2 separate regions of the Sus scrofa genome follow, and region 2 is linked to region 1. The links are chromatin contacts, called in public HiChIP or PLAC-seq maps. All regions are on one chromosome and are shown on one strand. Each heading gives the region's core, a stretch centred on a gene start, on an enhancer-like site or on the middle of the called end of the contact. The rest is flanking DNA. Distances are from core to core; before and after follow the strand shown. Region 1 overlaps DLGAP1 (disks large-associated protein 1). Region 2 has its middle 38 kb from the start of LPIN2.

Region 1 (3,159 bases), core at 483-2,982:
GGAGCCATGCTCCCCATGGTGACACACTCCCCAGGCCAGACCCCCTACTAAGCACCAGAAAAGTTGATGGTTTGGCCAGGGTGTGTTCCCAGGATAAAAGCACAAGCCCAGGTGAAAACAAAGATGATGAGATGGAGCGTGTCTTGACTTTCATCTGCCGTGAGATCAACCTAATCACCATCCTTTGTAACATTCAACGCGCTGCAAATTTATTTTATTTTATTTTTATTATTATTATTTTTGGGGGCTTTTTTTTTTTTTTTTTTTGCTATTTCTTTGGTCCGCTCCTGCGGCATATGGAGGTTCCCAGGCTCTGGGTCGAATCGGAGCTGTAGCCGCCAGCCTACGCCAGAGCCACAGCAACGCGGGATCCGAGCCGGTCTGCAACCTACACCACAGCTCACGGCAACGCCGGATCGTTAACCCACTGAGCAAGGGTAGGGACTGAACCCGCAGCCTCATGGTTCCTAGTCAGATTCATTAACCACTGCGCCACGACGGGAGCTCCGTGCGAATTTAATAGACAGGGTCTCGAGACCCAGGGAGATCTCACTAAACCCATATATATATATGATGGTAAGACAGAGGCTCAGGGCAGGTAACTGATTGCTCTAAGTCATGCAGCTACGAGGTGGTAGAGTTAGTGTTCTCTGGCCTCCAAATGCCACCTCTTTTCCTTCACTCAAATCACCTGGACTCATCTGCTATTAAACCTTAAATGCCTTGGCCAGTAAAGCTTAATGCTTTCTGTGACAAATTCCAGGAGACGGCTCCCAGCTGCAGGACCTGGGCAAAGGTGAGGAGGATGCATGCATGTGGATGGGTCAGCAAGGGGTGTGCCCATGCAGCTTGAAAACTGCTGCCAAAGGGAGAAACGCCGCAAAAAACACCACACGGGGAAAAATAACCGCCTTCTTTCAAAATATTTACAGCTCAACATGTACAGGCCACCCAAAGTGTGCTGGTCAGTGGTCCGCGCCCTGCTGGCCCCACGGGGAGAGGGTGGCCATCCCAGGGCCGCGGGGGCGGGGCCGGGGCTTCTGAGGGGACCCGGGCCGCTGCTGGCCTTCCCCCTGGTTAGTTTTGGCTCAAGGGAAGAGGCTGTGAGAACGATTTCCACCAGAGCCATCCTCCACGGAAACCGCAGGAACAGCTAACCTTTCCTCGGTCAAGTAGAAAAAAGCAGGGCCTGTGTGAGGGTGTAGGGGGCGGAGCGGGATGTGGACAGAGAGGGAGGGCTGCTGTAATAACTTTTGTAGTCATAGGACTTGCCAGTGGGTAGTTACTAGTATTCCAGACACTTCCTAATGCCAGACAAACGCCCAAGCCTCAGCTTGTCTGGCTCCGAGATCTATTCAGTCGATAGTAGCCGGGGAGAGCAGCGCTTTCTGCTGCAAATCAAACACAACATTGTTCTCAGAGGAAGAATGGCAAGGTTTGTTTCAGAGTCACAGATTTTTTTTTTTCCTGAGGCACCCGAGTTATTTTAACAAGTTGCTACAAAACTTGGGCTTCCTGAGGTGAGGCTTGTCGTGCACAGTGCGTGTACTGTCCCAAACCGGGGTGTGCGTGTGTGTGTGTGTGTGGGGGGGGGGGGTTAGAAAGTTAGTCATTAAAAAAAGAAAAGAAAGAAGGAAAGAAAAAAAAGCCCCAGGCACTCCATGCCTGGAAATGATGTCAGACGCAGCCACTCCTCTGTTAGAACTACAACCCAACAATGCTGGGCCGATCGCCGCAGCTGCGCTCCAAATGTCAGCGCCCAGCCCGGCCAAAGGGCTTGAAAGCCACCGAGCCCGAGGACTTTGTGCGTTACCTTTGTCGCCCACATTTTCCCCAAGCACTCGCAGGAACCTGGCAACAGGTAACGTGGCAACCTTTGCCTTCTAAAACGGCAGGCAGCAGGATTTCAGAGAACAAAAGGATTTTTTTTTTAAAGCCAGCGGCATCTCCCTCACCACCCCCCCTCCCTCCCAGCTCAGTCTGAGAAAACAAAGTATTGCTGCAGGCAGCCCGCTCTCGAGCGCCCCCTGGTGACCAATCTCGGAACATCACCGATGTACCTGGAAATCCGAGGCTCGGCTCCCAGGTAAGTCACAAGGAAGGGGGATGGCTTGGCTGCTTTTGTCTTCCAGAAAAAAACGCAAAGAGTAAGTCAAGACCCAGAATGTCTTGCTTTTTAATTTACCACCTTAAAATTAAGGGTAAGAGCTCTGGGTTGAGGGTGCTGACCTTCCCCCCCCCCCCCAGCAGCTGCTAGGGCAACAGTTTTTGTTACCTTGGCAAGTTGAAAAGCAAAAGCTGCTGCCGCTCTTTGGTTAAGTGGATGGCAGTGAGGATGAATAGCCAAGAAAACGAGGGTTCTGCTGGGTGGGACTGGCATTTTCCATTTTTATCTGAATTTGTCGATTGTTTGCAGAAGCCTTTCTCTCAGGTAGAAACATTTCTAATTCCCTTCACTGGTTTCCTGTTAGTTTATTTGCAAAGATGATTTAGGATTCCCAAACTGCTGGCCCAGCCTCCCAGAGAGCCTGCTTTGCAGCCCCACCTTAGCTCTTTTATCTCTGTGTGGGGCAAACACCCACGAAAATGCCCAGGGCAGTCTTTTTAACCAAGGCTTCTTCCTCTCCTGGGCTCCTCCCTCCTTCGGAGCAATCCGGTCCCTGATTTGGAGGAAGGATTACAGTTGTGAGGCCCTGGTAGCTCTAGTCAGTTGCAAGGGCAGCCCCCTTTGTCCCTTTCCGGAAATGTTAAGAAAACTAAGAAAGAGGTTCAGATCAAAGCCGCTGTTCTCTTCAGAAAGTTCCATTAATTAACTAAATTAAAGGAAGTTAAGTGTTGTTTGGAGGAAAGTCATTTTAGAAGGCCCAGGTCCAGGCACTGAGATCTGAAGCCTCTCATGGGAACCTTTAATGAAGCTTGGCAAGAAGTTAACCACTCTGAGAAATGGAGGGTTACCATATGTAAAACCAGTTCTTGCCTGAAATCAGTCATTTCAAAGGAACATCTTGAAAGGCAGCAGACATCTGGCTAGTCCTTGACTCGATCCTTTAACGTTCCAGATTACAAACCAAGGGCTCTGAGTAAGAATCATTTGACCAGTAGCTGAGGTGAGTCACAGCCTTCAGAGAACGAGGCACAAAGTTTCGTGTCAGGATGTTG
Region 2 (3,159 bases), core at 288-2,787, 520 kb before region 1:
CATTGATATGAACAACAGCGAGGCTGTAAAGCCACATCTGCAATGTTGGAAAATAAACCATTTCATACGTCAATGTGTTTAAAAGCTGCAGCCACTGTGATGTGCCAAGCACTGCTCTGAGCTGGAATCGGGCAGTGAACTTGGCTGGTACCTGCCCCCAGCACTTAGAAGCCAACCCTCAGGAGGGAGGGAGGGAGACCACAAACAAAAATTACTGATGAAGGAAATTTAAGAGGGTAACGGAGGAAAGGCAGGAGGGGGCTACTTTAGGTTAAAAGATTGGGGAGCCCCAAACAAGAAAATATATGACGGAATTTTAAAAAACCAAAACTCCAGGATGTTCATGTGGCTCTGCTGGTCAGCCTAAGGGTTTACTTCTTCACGAGACTGTTTGCTCTTTAGGCATTCTGCCCACCTTCAAACTGTTTCAGAAAGAAAGCAACAGTACAAAATGAGGTGACTCAGACACTAAATAATAAAATATTCAGGAAACTAGTGGAAATTTTAGCAGTCTCACAGCCTGAACAAAAATCTCCAGTTGTAATCTAAAATTGCATCCTGAGAGTAGCTTTCTGATCTTCAGTGAAGACAGATGTGCCTAAAAGCATCTTGTAAAATGTTACAATAACTAGACATTCTGTGAACAGAGAGGGTGTTACACACTATTCCCTCTTGAAATTCACTCTTGAACTGTGCCCCCAAATGAAAAGTTGAGGTTTAAACCCTCAATACCTCAGAACATAACCTTATTTGGAAAAAGGATCTTTACAGAGGTAACTGAGCTAAAATGAGGTCATTAGGGTGGGCCCTAAACCAGTATGACCAGCTTCCTCATAAAAAGGGGAAACCTGGACCAAGACAGACACATGTGCAGGCACACAGAGTGCCATGTGAATGCAAGGTAGAGATCAAAGTGCTGCACCTACAAGCCAAGAAATGCTGAGACTGCCAGCTACCGGGGAGGCAGCCCTCAAAGAAGCAGCCTTGTCGACACCTGGATCTCAGACTTCCAGCCTCCAGAACCTTTGGTTTATTCCACCAGTTTGTGGTGTGTTGTTACCGCAGCCTTCACAAACGAACCCACCCACTAACACAAAAGAAATAAAAAAGGAATAACTAGCAGGTACAAAGAGAATGGCTAGAGACAATGAAAAAAGTCCAAGTTTTTGAAAGATGAAACATGGATGGAGGAAAAAAAAGAGGCCTAGAAAGTTACAAGTACTCCAAGCCCTCACTGGTGGAGATAACGCCAAAAACATCAACAACCAGGTGAAAATTTCCCAAAGACATGATTTTCCAAAATGAAAGTTCCCACTGGATGCCCAGCACAAAGAACAGAAGCATCCTCATGCTGTGCTGCAGCCACGGCGGCTGTGCCAGAAAGCCCTGTCATTTCTTTGGGGGCAAAGGGCAAGGCCACACCAAGCAGGGGGCACCTGGCTGCAGTGACTCTTCCCCAGGCCTCTGCCCCTGAGGCCTCACTGGCTTGAGATGTGCCCGACGCACAGATCTACAGACCCCCAGACACACCGACCCACCAGCCAAGCACGAGCAGGCAGGACAAGGCCAGGCTGCGGGTTCATGCCAAGGGAACCCGTGACTCCCTGACCCAGGCTGTCAGGTGACCAAAGCTGCAGGTAACAGACAATCACCTCATCCAGAGGTTGAGGGGCTTTAAGGAGAGAAAGTAAAAGTACTGAAAGCACCTGGGAGAAGGGAAGACGGAGAGGGACAGAAACAGGAATTTAAAAGCTTGCGGCTTCTCAAGAAAAGTGATTTCTCAAAAGTAACAATTCACAACACTAAGGGAAAAATTACTTCCTCTCTAGCATTCTACAGCCAGCCTACAACCAAGTAGGAGGCTAGAGCAGACATCCAGACCCCACAATCTCACAGAAGTGACCCTCTGTGAACCTGTCCTTGAAAAGTGCAGGACGTGCCCACCAAGATGAGGAAGCCGCTGGGAGGAGAGAAGCTGCGGAGAGGTCAGCGGGGTCGGGTGTGGGGGCTGGGGAGCCCTGTCGGAGGCCGGGGCCCAGGTGCCAGTCGGGGGCTGCACATGGGACTGGTACCAAGAAACACAGGCCAAAAGAACAATTAACTCCAGAGAAAACAAAGATCTGAATTGGCGAAGAATAAAATCTTCGTTCTGAACAATATTTAGTCACAAAAACATCAACACTGAACATTCTGAAAATAAATTAGGATACGATTCTACTGGGAGGCAAGGACACCTGTGTGAGATGAACCCTCATGGTGTGCCAGGAAATCCACAGGGAACACCTAAAATCCCAGCCCACACTCCCGCAGCGCAGGCCTGTGGACGTGGAACCAAGTCCCGCGAGAAACAGGCGCAAAGAGTTGAAAGGAGCTGCTTCTAGGGAGCAGTGATCAGCAGGGAGGAAGAGACGGTGTTTTTCACTATACACCTCATAGTACTCTTCGAATTTTTAAACTTTATAAAAAAAATACTTAAAAAATTTAATATGAAGAGAACTCTTATGTGATGCAGCCTTATAAAAAAGAATCCTATTCAGAGGAATGAAAACTACTAGAGAAAAAAAAAACAAACACCAAGCAAATATGAACAACTGTGGGATTTGTTTTGTTCTGCTTTTAATTAGGAAAAGCTCTTTTTCCTACTCTCAACCTTAGCACCTGTGATCCACTTAGGTATGTCTCATTAACAAGACCAAACAAACAAACTAGGAAATTTAAATACAGCGAAGTTCCCATTAAATTATCTAGTTAACTGACTTGGGGCAGGGAAATGTCCTAACACAAAAGCCCTTTTCCATTCTATGGCAAGAATACCAGCAAAAGATTTAGCCAGTATTTAAAAGGATATTCAGAACATTAAAAAAAAAAAAAAAATCAGCTCTCAAAACAATCAATACAGGGTATATTAGTATTTTTCAACTCCTAGGGAATAAAATTTCATGTAGTTTTATAATCTAAGGAAATTTTAATGAAATGATTAGAGCCTTGGAGAAAAATGTTAATTACTTAGAGACTTTATGAACTAGTCAGCAGCAGACTTTATTCTCCTAGTTAAGCATTCATCTGCACTATATACACTAGGTATAGAAGACAGCTCCGCTTTCTAGATACACGGATAAAGCTCTACCCACAGGCGGGGACGGTAAAATTCATATAGCC

Evidence for each region. HiChIP or PLAC-seq counts read pairs in DNA pulled down with a chosen protein or histone mark.
Region 2: an H3K27ac HiChIP or PLAC-seq map of alveolar macrophages shows a contact between it and region 1. The contact joins two enhancer-like sites. A contact is called at or near these places in 2 of 2 datasets of contacts at active chromatin or transcription factors (alveolar macrophages and skeletal muscle).

Annotation. Positions count from the first base shown.
Region 1 is chr6:103,132,019-103,135,177 of Sscrofa11.1, reverse strand. All of the region lies in intron 7 of DLGAP1 (disks large-associated protein 1), which reads right to left. Among named protein-coding and RNA genes, the nearest start is that of TGIF1, 100 kb to the left of the region's middle. Within about 2 kb of position 1,732, at least 69 of the 83 cell types and tissues checked have an H3K27ac peak or open chromatin away from gene starts, as enhancers often do. A contact at or near this core is called in alveolar macrophages, where this site is marked.
Region 2 is chr6:103,648,654-103,651,812 of Sscrofa11.1, reverse strand. It overlaps a transcript of LPIN2 not described here. Among named protein-coding and RNA genes, the nearest start is that of LPIN2, 38 kb to the left of the region's middle. Within about 2 kb of position 1,537, at least 18 of the 83 cell types and tissues checked have an H3K27ac peak or open chromatin away from gene starts, as enhancers often do. A contact at or near this core is called in alveolar macrophages, where this site is marked.